4 separate regions of the Sus scrofa genome follow, and regions 2, 3 and 4 are each linked to region 1. Evidence: chromatin contacts called from public Hi-C and HiChIP or PLAC-seq data. All regions are on one chromosome and are shown on one strand. Each heading gives the region's core, a stretch centred on a gene start, on an enhancer-like site or on the middle of the called end of the contact. The rest is flanking DNA. Distances are from core to core; before and after follow the strand shown. Region 1 overlaps LOC110257721 (a long non-coding RNA gene). Region 2 has its middle 180 kb from the start of EGFL6. Region 3 overlaps LOC106506896 (a long non-coding RNA gene). Region 4 holds the start of TMSB4X (thymosin beta 4, X-linked).

What was found. A called contact is a pair of places that touch in the nucleus more often than the background predicts. HiChIP or PLAC-seq counts read pairs in DNA pulled down with a chosen protein or histone mark.
Region 2: a Hi-C map of retroperitoneal adipose tissue shows a contact between it and region 1, with 1.9 times the contacts expected there. The contact joins two enhancer-like sites. A contact is called at or near these places in 8 of 47 Hi-C or Micro-C datasets (alveolar macrophages, blood, embryonic fibroblasts and 3 more) and 1 of 2 datasets of contacts at active chromatin or transcription factors (skeletal muscle).
Region 3: a contact with region 1 is called in an H3K27ac HiChIP or PLAC-seq map of skeletal muscle, with 5 times the contacts expected there. The contact joins two enhancer-like sites. A contact is called at or near these places in 7 of 47 Hi-C or Micro-C datasets (heart right ventricle, mesenteric adipose tissue, omental adipose tissue and 3 more) and 1 of 2 datasets of contacts at active chromatin or transcription factors (skeletal muscle).
Region 4: a contact with region 1 is called in an H3K27ac HiChIP or PLAC-seq map of skeletal muscle, with 8 times the contacts expected there. The contact joins the promoter of TMSB4X here to the enhancer-like site in region 1. A contact is called at or near these places in 10 of 47 Hi-C or Micro-C datasets (alveolar macrophages, embryonic fibroblasts, heart right ventricle and 6 more) and 2 of 2 datasets of contacts at active chromatin or transcription factors (alveolar macrophages and skeletal muscle).

Annotation. Positions count from the first base shown.
Region 1 is chrX:9,862,182-9,864,956 of Sscrofa11.1, reverse strand. The region is part of intron 2 of LOC110257721 (a long non-coding RNA gene); the gene reads right to left. Among named protein-coding and RNA genes, the nearest start is that of TMSB4X, 210 kb to the right of the region's middle. Within about 2 kb of position 1,421, at least 25 of the 83 cell types and tissues checked have an H3K27ac peak or open chromatin away from gene starts, as enhancers often do. A contact at or near this core is called in omental adipose tissue, retroperitoneal adipose tissue, skeletal muscle and 1 more, where this site is marked.
Region 2 is chrX:10,032,055-10,035,066 of Sscrofa11.1, reverse strand. No RefSeq gene overlaps it. Among named protein-coding and RNA genes, the nearest start is that of EGFL6, 180 kb to the left of the region's middle. Within about 2 kb of position 1,361, at least 12 of the 83 cell types and tissues checked have an H3K27ac peak or open chromatin away from gene starts, as enhancers often do. A contact at or near this core is called in retroperitoneal adipose tissue, where this site is marked.
Region 3 is chrX:9,706,407-9,709,243 of Sscrofa11.1, reverse strand. All of the region lies in intron 2 of LOC106506896 (a long non-coding RNA gene), which reads right to left. Among named protein-coding and RNA genes, the nearest start is that of TMSB4X, 57 kb to the right of the region's middle. Within about 2 kb of position 1,478, at least 28 of the 83 cell types and tissues checked have an H3K27ac peak or open chromatin away from gene starts, as enhancers often do. A contact at or near this core is called in omental adipose tissue, skeletal muscle and subcutaneous adipose tissue, where this site is marked.
Region 4 is chrX:9,649,080-9,651,980 of Sscrofa11.1, reverse strand. TMSB4X (thymosin beta 4, X-linked) reads right to left here and starts at 1,255. Exons shown (of 2, transcript NM_001044555.1): 1 at 1,156-1,255; 2 at 714-748. The coding sequence starts at 1,255. The coding sequence ends at 714. LOC100511794 (a long non-coding RNA gene) reads left to right here and starts at 2,578. Exons shown (of 3, transcript XR_002340577.1): 1 at 2,578-2,901.

The sequences.
Region 1 (2,775 bases), core at 172-2,671:
TGCTTCGCCACCCCCCACCCTCCCACTGACTCCCTGCAGTGGGCCTGGCATCCATGCAGCTCTGCCATCGTGCCAGGGCAGGCTTTCGCTCCATGGCCTTGGCACCTGCTACTTCACCTTCCAAGAATGCTCTCCCCCCAACATCTGCTGAGATCCCTTCCTCCACTCTTTGCTCAAACATCTCTGCAAACATCACCTCCATGGATTGACCTCAATAAAATTGCGTGATCATCAGGACCCCTGTCCTTCTCTACCCTTTTCCCGTCTTTCCTTTTTTTTCCTGCATCGCTACTAGAATGTAAGTTTCACGAGGGCGGGGTTTAGGTCTATTTCATTTCCTGACTTGTACACAGTGCCTAGAATGGTGTCTAGTGTATATATCATGGTCTCAATAATTTCGTTAAGTGACTTAAGTGATTTTAATGCAGACCAAGCATTTTACCCATTGGGTTGTGAAAAAGAATTTACCCAAGGACTCTTTAGTAGTAATTTTTCCCCATTAAGGCCTACTCTTCGCACTGCAATTTGGGCAACAACTGGCCCGGGGGTAGGGGGTGCGGGGGAGGGAGATCAAGCGAACCCACAAGGGCACACACACTTGTGAAGTCTACACTGAATAAACAAATGTCTCCGATGACTGTTTCTTTTACCCTGATTTTAAAAAGCGAAGTAAAAACAGAGAGCCGTGTTGTGTAGTTTATGCTGGTTGGGTTTGGAGCAAAAGCCAAGGACGAAGGCATAAAAGAACACTTTTGCATAAAGATTAGCCCAGGTGGGAGTGTCACTCAGGCATGAAAAGTTGTCCTGTGGCCTATGATTCGGAGCTGTTGTCATCAGGTTTCATTTTTTTGCTTTAATTTTTTTTTAATGATTTTTATTTTTTCCATTAGTTGGTTTACAGACTTGGTTTCACGTTGCAAAGCAGACATGAAAAGAAATGGTATTTGGTCCCTTAAGTTGAGGGGAAATCAACTGAGATGGAGGTGGGCCGAACCTCAGCAGGCTTTCCACACACCTGCAGCAGGAAGACTGTGTGAGAGATCACACCACGTTCCCTCTAGTCCTCTTTCTAAACTTTTTATTTATTTTTTGGCTGCGCCCATGGCACGTGGAAGTTTCTGGGCCAGGGATCAAACCCCATGCCACAGCAGTGACCAGAGCCACAGCACTGACAATGCTGGGTCCTTAACCTGCTGTGCCACCAGGGAACTCTGTCTTTATGAACTTTGCATGAACTAATGTCCATTGTCCTTTACCCACAAGCAAATGGACTGGCCACCACCCTGACCCGCTGAGACGTGCTATTACTTTAGACTTGTGTATTTGTAACTCTTGTCTAATTTTATTCCCCCTGCTCTGAAAAACAGAACAGCTGCTAGTTCCAGCTTCCTGGCTGTTCTCGCAGCCTCCCCTTCCTTCCTGTCCTTCTACCGCAGGCCTATGTCATTTCTCTTAAAGCAAGTTTTCAAAACATCAGGATAGATAAAGATCTGAGGACCATAATTTTTGTATACTTCTTAAGAACTTTTTTTTTTTTGGTCTTGGCTCCTGTATCCCTAACAATGAAACTGTGCCAAGAATTTATTTCGATAGGAAAGCCAAGACATGTCCCCGTGCAACTAAGAGCAGATAAACAGCTTTCAGTTTAATCCTAAGAAGAATGAGCAAATGGACAGCGATGTTTGGTTTAGTGTTTCACTAACGTAATCCCTTTCTCATGCAGGGATACTGTCCTGGGACTTATTTGTGTGTGAGTGTGACTGTGACTCTGTGTGTGTGTGTGTGTGTGTGTGTGTGTGTGTGTGTGTGTGTGTATTTATTCTCCTGGAACATGCGGCTTTTGGTTCTGGTGGTATTTAAGGTCTTTTAGAAAATCCACGTGAATGACCAAATTAAAGAAATCCCACCTCAGAGTTCCCGCCGTGGTGCAGGGGTTAATGAATCCAACTAGGAACCGTGAGGTTGCGGGTTCCATCCCTGGCCTCTCTCAGTGGGTTAAGGATCCGGCGTTGCTGTGGCTGTGGTGTAGGTCACAGATGTGGCTCGGATCCTGCTGTGGTGTTGGCCGGTGGCTACAGCTCTGATTGGACCCCTAGCCTGGCAACTTCCATATGCCACATGTCTTTGGTGCCAAAAGACCAAAAAAAAAAAAAAAAAGATTCTAGATGTGAGACTCCTTTAACTGATCCAAAGCAAACTGAAGCTGCCCTCGGGACAATTACGGTAGCTAATTCAGTTTCGGGATGGAATTAGACTGACAACTTCAGATAGCTGCAAGATGGGTCTGATCCCCCCTCTGAATGTTGAAATGAGCCTGAAGGGAGGATGAGTGAAAGTGAATGATTCAAAGAAATACCAAGAATTCACCAGCAAAACGGACTTTGGGAACCGAGAGCCATAAATTACTGATGAATTACTGGAAAGTCTAGAAAGTTTACGGTGACAACCAAGGAAATAACATTTCTTAACTCGGGGCATACATCTCTCCCCAGGATCCTGGTATGTGGCACAGCTCTGATGGCTGAAAGGGGGTGGTTTGGGCAGTAACAGATTCACAGGGAGGAGAAACTGTCCACACAAATTCTGAAAGGAAGAACTACACTGGGCCATCAGTAAAGGCCAGAGATAGACCCAGGAATCCTGAAAACTACGAAGAATAGGATACACTGAATAAGGACCATCAAGCAGATGAAGAAGTAGCCTTCTCAAGTTAGCCGAACTCCTGTTGGCCTCTCATTAAGAAACAGCAAATCTGTAAGGATAACCTGACCCCCT
Region 2 (3,012 bases), core at 112-2,611, 170 kb before region 1:
AAGTTCCCGGGCTAGGGGTTGAATTGGATCTACAGCTGCTGGCCTACATCACAGCCACACCCACGCCAGATCCGAGCCGCATCTGTGACCTACGCCACAGCTTGCAGCAATGCTGGATCCTTAACGAACTGAGCGAGGCCAGGGATCAACACGCATCCTCATGGAGACTAGGTGGGGTCCTTAACCTGCTGAACCACAGTGGGAACTCCTGATTTCTATTTAATTGTGGTAGTTCGGGGCCTGAGGCCTTCCTTTACCACCCTTTCTTTTTTCCAAGACAAATGATTTTTTTTTTTTTTTAGCTTGTTGCTCCCTGGTATGGCTTCATCACACTCTTCAAGAAGCAAACAGAATTGATGTAAAAAATATATTTATACAAAAACCTGAATTAAATAGAGTGAGGAGTCCAGAAGGGGGAGCTCTCGGGCCCTTCCAGGATAGCAGAGAACAAGGGAAAGAAAAAGCCATTGAGAACTATGTCTAGATACTCATGTTGCAACAGAAGAAAGGGTGGGGGAAAAATGTAATTGCAATGTATACATGTAAGGATAACCCGACCCCCTTGCTGTACAGTGGGAAAATAAATAAATAAATAAATAAAAAGAAAAAGCTCCCTCTTCTTTCCTAGCAAGGACTCAGACCCTGAAAAGTGCTTGCCCCTCTATAAAAGCATTTTCCCTTTGCCATGACCAAGGCTGCAGACAGGGAATGGCAATTCTCTGCTGATCCCAAGTAAACCCCTATTTCCTGGAGAAATATTCGGCAGTCTGTTTATTTCCAGTCAGCAATACGGAGAAAGGAAATGCAACATCTTTTAATACTGAGTTCTCTGGTTTACAAAAGATAATAGTGATACCAGCTGGGCTTGGGAGGAACTTGTAATCCTGTGAAGGTTTTCACAGGTTGACTTGCTTTCTTTTTGCTCTAAGCCAGGAAACTTCCATGTAGCCAGTCTCACCCACAAAGTTCCATTTTCTTGAATCTGCAAAGCCCATGTTCAAGGGAATGTTTTTTGTTGTAAGCACTCTCATTTAAAAAGTGATCAGCATATATCCTCTCAAAAACGAAAATCACCTCGAAACCCACCTTTTGAAACCAGTGTTTCCAGACTGTAGCGATCTAGAGGGATGACATTTCCATTGTCATCTCTCATTCCCAAATGCCATGCTGCTGCTAGGGGTGGAGTAAACAGAGCCAGGCTCTCTTGGGTGGACATGTGATGCTCTCCAAGCAAATGGTCAGGAAAAGAACCAGGTGATCTTAGTCTCTGGTTGGTTGGCTCCTAGTAGAGTTTCTAGTTCTAAGAAATAGACCGTTAAAGATGCTAACATTTTTAGGTGAGATGATGGTATTAGGGTTTTATCTTTTTAAATGATTTTTTTTGGGGAAATACTTAATGATTTATGGATTACAACGATGATGGGAAAATGCTTAAAAATAGTTCTGAGGAAAGGTCATGGCTGAAATCAAGCTGGCCATGAGTTGATAATTGTTTGAAACTGGTGAGAATTACATCAAAGTGTGTGTATGTGTGTGTGCTAATGGCAATGGTCCAGTAGAGTTGGAGGAATGGATGGCCAAGGAGAGAGAAGAAACACCCTAAGAAGCCAACCACTCAAGGGCATGACAGGTCAGGAGGTAGATTTCAGAGACCAGACACGCACAAATAATCACTATAAACTCAGTCTGAATCTTGAGCATATTGAAAACACCCCCCCTCCACCCTGGTCATTTTGCCAGATGGGGAGACATTTAGAAGATGAGGAAGGATGTTTCTATGCCATATTCATTTATACTTTGGCTAAATTTTGCTCGTGATGCACCTGCTAACATACTGGGAGCCACACTGGACTTGTTTTGCTCCTTTAAATGTCAAGGGTTTTGGAAATTTTGAACCAATTTGCTTTTGCTAAATCTTGACCTTATAAGGCTGCTATTGGGGCCAACATAGTCAGAGATTTTATAATAACATTTCAACTGATGTCACTTTCTTACTCTCCCTCAAAATAATGAGTTACATGGAACTCTACTGTTTCTCATTAGGTCACGGGTGGGTGAAGCGTTCAAGCTGCTATCACTTTTTCCAAATAATTTCACTCATACTGACTCCTAATTTATCTACAGTATTATGTAGCAACCGAATAAATAGTCTCCTCAAGAAAGCATCCTCTCCTTGGCTGTTCCATAAAACTGTGCTGACTCATTTGTAGTTGGACCTGAAGAATGTTTCAAACACATGAAGCCAAAGGAGCCATGCTTTGTCTGAGCCATTCCCCTGCCCTCCTGCCCCTACCAACAGCAGAAGTGCACAAGATTTGCTTTGGGTTTGCAGGATCCTGGCAAGTGAGGACCTTTAGCATGACTTTGGCACCCATTTCTAAAGAATACACTCTACAAGTTAAAAGACTCCTTTGCTGTTTGTTTTTCCCAGAATCCCTTTTTTTTTTTTGAAGTATAGCTGATTTACAATGTTGTGTCAATTTCTGCCGTACAGCAAAGTGACCCACTCACAGACACACACACATATATATTCATACATATATTATTTTTCTCATATTATATTCTATCATGTTGTATCCCAAGAGACTGGATATAGTTGCCTGTGCTGTACAGTAGGACCTGGTTGCTCATCTATTCTAAATATAAGAGTTAGCATCTGCTCACCCCAAAGTCCCCGTCCATCCCACTTCCTCCCCTTTCCCCTTGGCAACCACAGGTCTGTTCTCCGTGTCTATGAGTCTGACTCTATTTCGTGGATAGGTTCCTCTGTGCCATATTTTAGATTCCACATATAAGTGATATTCTAGTGTTTGTCTTTCCTTGACTTCACTTAGTATGAGAATCTCTAGTTGCATCCATGTTGCCACAAATGGCATTAATTCATTCTTTTTTATGGCTGAGTGGTATTCCATTGTATATATATGTACCACATCTTCTTAACCCATTCATCTGTTGATGGACATTTAGGTTGTTTCCATGTCTTGGCTATTGAAAGTAGTGCTGCTATGAACC
Region 3 (2,837 bases), core at 229-2,728, 160 kb after region 1:
GATTCACTTTGCTGTACACCTGAAACTAACACAACATTGTAAGCCAACTATACTCCAATTTAAAAAACAAATGTTTTCTGTTACCAAAGTTAAAAATCTTTGTGGTCTCTGTTCTCTACTTGTTTCCTAACTCTTCTTAACACACATTATTTGGACTGTATGTTTATGCTTTTACGATGGATGTTAGAAAAGAGGTACCTTATCCCATGAGGTACTGTTTGAGAAGCGGTTTGCAATAACAAATCCTTAAGGTTTGAAGAGCAGCTAGGGTTGGTTTAAGGGCTCTCAGTCCCACCTAGTCTGTGCAGATTTTCCGAGTTACTGGGGTGTCTACTTCCTTTGTAAATTAGGATGCTTTTCTCTCCTGTGATTATCAAGGCTGATTGGTTTTGCTCTGCACTTCCCTGGAGGTCCTTGTCTTTTCTTTGGCTCACCTTCTGTTGCCCTTCCTTATTTGTAGATCATCGAAGGAGGCAAGTTTCCTTTGAATGTCATTAACACTTTGTAATTAGCCAGGAAGTTAACAAGAATACCAAATGTCCCTTTCCCATCACAGGGCCAGCCGCTGTTTTGTTTTTCTATCCTGAACTCCAAGCAGAAACTGGCCGGGATATAACTGCCCCTCTAGGCGAAGAGTGATTAATTTCATGGGGAAGTGAAATTCACCCAGCTCTTGACCTGTCCCACTCAGGACTCAGCAAGCTTTTCTTTCCAAGTGCCATGGTTAATGCCTTCATCCTGGAAAGCTCGTCAGCCCTCAGCTTCCTCCTCAAACACAAACCACGAAAGGACTACGCATTCACAGTGCCGACAGCAATGCTACTGAGAGGCAAAACGCAGGAATACCTGGGCTCTGGAATCTAGCAGACTCAAGTTCAAGGGGAGGCCTGGGTAACACCCACTTTTTTAAGTTAGGGGGTGAGGTATAACTTACATATAGTAAAATTCACCAAGGCCTGGTATTTGAACTTGCACTTTTCTGTAATCCACAGAGGAAACTCCACCACATTCAGAGTCAGGAAGTATAGACCCTGGGTACCCATCCCCTTGCCAATGTCACTTAACAGCTCTCACTTCTGTCTGGCTTCTTTTGTAAAACAGAAGAGGGGAACTAGGTGATGGTAAGCCCCCCCCCCCCCCCCGCGCGGGTTTTAAGAAGTTCGTAGTGTTCTGTTTTAAAAGACCCTGAAACAAAACTAAACCAAAAATCTTGTCTTCCCAAAAGATCCTTATCTCATGAGTGAAGTTCAGTGTTGAAAGAACTAAAGCTTCTAGAGCTCAAAGTTTTATTTTTACAGTTGCTGCTGGGAGTTTTGCTAAGCGTGTGGGAGCAGAGAGTTCCCACCCCCTGCTTTTAAGCTAACCCGCAGCCCCATTCCACTCCTCCGCCTTGGTCACCCCAGCCCTCCAGTCCAGAGGCAGTGTGAACAGGAAATCAAGTTTCTCAGAAAGTTCAGGCTACCTTGGACGGGTGCCAGATGGCGCTGGAGTAAAAGTGCCGGAGGCGGACAAAGAAGGTTCTCGTCCTCTGGTTACACAGCTCTCTCCTTACATCTCTCCCTTAAACTTCCTCAGCTTAAATGCCAAAACGTTTCTGCAGCTGGGGAAACAGTGCCGCATTCTTTGGTTGTGGCCTGGGGTATCCGTTCCACCCGTTTTTGAGCCAGACACTTTGGCGTGGCCGATCTTTCAGTTTACCTTGGCTCCCTTCTCCCAAAACCAGAGAAACGAAGCACATGCATTCCTGGGTGGACGTTTACATTTGGAACGGAAATGGGGACATTCACTCCCATAATGTAACCAATTTGGAGCTTCGGGAGGGTGTTCTCCCCAATTAAAACTCTCTGACCTGATTCCCATCATGCACCTCTTCCCCCCCTCCCGGCTTCTCCAACAGGTGGACACAAAAGCTTAATATCTGTGGGCAGTTCCAAGGGAAAGATCACCTCATTTTGTGACTCCTGGCCATTCATGGTAGCCTTGGGGGGTTGTGTGGGGTTTTTTTGTTGTTGTTTTTAAGCCCTATTGGAGAGTCGATTTTCACGGGATCTTGTTGAGTCTGACTGAGAGAAACCACACCAAAGTCTTTATCCTCCTCAGTTTATGGAAGCCGGTCCCAGTATGGGCTGCACTGTTAGGATGGCATCTGATGACCTTTTACTTTGTTCTATTATTTCTAAAGGGCACATGGTAACATACTATAATTTTTCTTTTCTTTTTTTTTTGGGGGGGGGGTGAGGACCACACCTGCAGCATGTGCAAGTTCCCAGGGCCAGGGATCAAATCTGTGCCACAGCAGTCACAATGCCAGATCCTTAAACTGCTGAGCCATCAGGGTTCTCCTAAAATATTTCACTGTGTTTATTGTTTAAAAAAGGAATGAGCACAGGGAACTATATCTAATCACTTGTGATGGAACATGATGGAGGATAATGTGAGAAAAAGAATATATATATATATGTGACTGGGTCACTTTGCTGTACAGCAGAAATTGACAGAACACTGTAAACCAACTATAATGGAAAAAAATAAAAATCATTAAAAAAAAGAAAAGGAGCATGAGAATCAAAGTGATCAGGAGAATTGACTGCTCCTCAGTAAAGCTAAAAAATGCAAAATGTCCATCTCCTTTCATTGGAATATAAAGTCAGGAGAGCTGGGATTCAGGTCTGTTTCCCCTATTTCTCTATCACCAGCACCTAGAATAATACTTGGGACTTAGAGTTGAACTGATGAAACAAAGAGACCCTTGGGCAGAGGAGGCTCTAATGACCTGGTGGCCTACATAAGCAAACCAAAATCTAGGCCTGTAAATACCTCGAGATTACCAAACTGAA
Region 4 (2,901 bases), core at 6-2,505, 210 kb after region 1:
CAAAAAAAAAAAAAAAAAAAAAAAACCCCATCTCCCGGTTACCTAGCATAGACGCGAGGTATTTCAAACCTGGATGAAACCCATTTGTGTCTAGCATAGACGAGAGGTATTTTAAACCTGGATGAAACCCATTTGTGTCTAGCATAGACGCGAGGTATTTCAAACCTGGATGAAACCCATTTGTGTCTCCGGAGAATTTACCCAAATTACCAGATGTCTGTCACCTCCTGCTTCCCAGCGCACCCACTCTTTTGGCCCTTTTGCCAAGGTTTCCTCTGAGGAAGCCGCTCCTTTCAGAGACCAGACCATCACACCAGCCACGTTTTAAACTTTTTATTTGCATATTAAAAAAATTGTGCATTCCAATAATTAAAATCATTTGAACAAAAAAAAATGGCACTCTGATTAAACTGCATTTTACAGCCCGCAGGACACCTTGGACCAGCTCGCTTTTTACTCTAAATTCCACCCAGCTTCCTCCTTCACCAACATGCAAGTTCTTTTCCTTCCCTGCCAGCCACCCAGGCAGATGGGAGAGGCAGGCGCGGCCTTCGTGTCAGTAGTTCGCCATTCTTTGATGTGAAAAGGGGCAGCACAGTCATTTAAACTTGATCCAACCTCTTTGCATCTTACAAAGTTAAACAGCTAAAAGAAGTAAAATAAGAAGGCAATGCTTGTGGAATGTACAGTGCATACTGGCGGCGCGCGCCTCATTACGACTCGCCTGCTTGCTTCTCCTGTTCAATCGCTGTGACCGGAAAGAAAAAGACAAAAAGAAAAAGAAGATGGAGGAGGCTGACGAGGCGAATTCAGTATAGCCTAGGATAGGAGTCCCGTACTTTCGTTTTAAAACATCTTTATCACAAAAATTCTCCAAGGACAACTGAGGCAGCCCATCATGCGATATGTGCATGAACCTGAACATGTGTAAATATGGTCTGTTACACATTCCATTAGGAAATTATTAAACCCCTGTGTTTGTTGGCTGCAAAACGCTTTTAAATTAACCTTTCCAAGCCATATTCATCAAAAACCTGTGGGCTCCTCCCCCGCACACCCCGCCCCCCACCCCAATTCTTCTCCCAGCCCCTCCCAAGCTCTCCTACCCGCCCCGCCCTGGCTTTTTCTTAAAGGGGGTGGGGGGGGCTTGCTTACTTTCTTTTGAAGGCAGTGGATTTTTCTCTTGCGTTTCTGTCTTCTTCAATTTCGACTTATCGAATTTCTCAATCTCAGCCATATCGGGTTTGTCAGACATGGTTGCAGAGGACGCTGCAAAGGTACAAAGCCAAGAGGGAGGTTGACGGCGAGCCACCCACCCTCGGCTCTCCGGGCCCAGAAATGCGCTTCTGCCCTTGCCTCTCCCGCCTGAAACCCCAACTCAGCCTCCTTCCGCTTTCACTCTGGGCTAAAAAAGATCTTCCTCTTTCTACAGAGAAAAAAAAAAAAAAAAAGAAGCCTCCCCCCCCCGCCCCACCTCCTTTGAGTATTTCAAAAGGCCGGGGACCGAGCCGAGGCTCTTCTAAGGTGAGATAAACTCTCACATTTGGAGGCTGTCTCTTTCGGAACAATGAAATTAAGCCTTGTGGCTCGTTAACTGCAGCGTTTCAACTTCAGAGAAGAGCGTAGCCGTTTGGCGTTTAAGGGCAAGAAAATCGAGTAAAACTTCTTAAAATGAAGCCACGGTGGCACAAAGCGTTTCCATTTTCTATCCACGGCCTCTCTCCCAAAGATGCGGGCTGCCCTGCTTTCTTCTCTAGTCACAAAGGCGGCAGCTGCTGCCGGGCGCCGCCGACCACCGCCCTACCCGCTTCCTCCCTCTCTCGCTCAACAATGCAGCCAGCCGCGCACAAAGCTGCCCCCGCACCCTCTGGATCAACCCTGATCTGCATTTCAGAGCCATTCGGCTGCACCGCACACATTGCCCTGCGAGAAGGACCTTTGCAACATTTCACAGCACAGCCTCCAGCCGCCTTAAACCCCAACAGATGCAGCCCACGGGGCTGGAGGCAAAACGGGATTGCGAAGCCCCGCGCTTGGGTGGGTGTGAGCTGGAACAAAGGATCTTTCTGTTCCTATTAATCACCCGCCTAAGAGGCAAGGCAGAACGCCTTTGGGGGAAGGGAAAAAATGTTCCCTTCGAAGCTGCATAGCAAAACGCCAGTTTTCACTTAAAAAAAAGAAAAAAAATCACCGAGTTCCCGACCCGGCTACCCAGCATCTGGAAGGGTTTGGCATCCCCAAGCTCCCCAAAGCAGCCTTTTCCCGGGAGGACGACTCAGGCTCGGCTGTGGGGATGCTGGCGGGGAGAGCGGGCGCGGGGCAGGAAGGGGAGCGGAGGGCAGGAGGCAGGGGCCCCGGGGCTCACCGGAGCGAGGCGCGAGCGAGAGGAATCCGGTCTACGCAGTGGCCGCCGCCGAGTGCCGGGCGGGGCGCAGTGGCTGTCGCTATATGCGCGCTCCTATGTAAATGAGGTGATGTCACCCGCCGGCCCGCTTAACCCCTTCGCGCCGGGTCCCCGGAACGGCGGAACGGCGTCCGGGCCCTGCCTGGCGTTGAGGGGGAGGGGGGCTGGGCCCGGGGGAGGGGGCGCCACCCGGCGTCCACCCGTGCACCTAACCGCAGTGAGGGTGAAAAATAAAATGCGTGTAGCCCACCCTGCAACGCTTCCTTTATAATGCATTTTCCCCCTTCTCTGTTCTGTCATAATGGATTTTTGCAACAGCCGCGCAAACCTGCTCTTGGGCACCGGAACCTGGTAACTAAGGGCCTAGGTGGTACCTAGGGGGACAGGCATTCCTTTACTGCGTAGCTGCAGTAAAGGAGCATCCCCAAGGCGGGGTGCGGTGTCCCCTGCCCCAGGGCCTCGCCCTCTGCAGGGGTGCGATTCCTGTGACTCAGCTT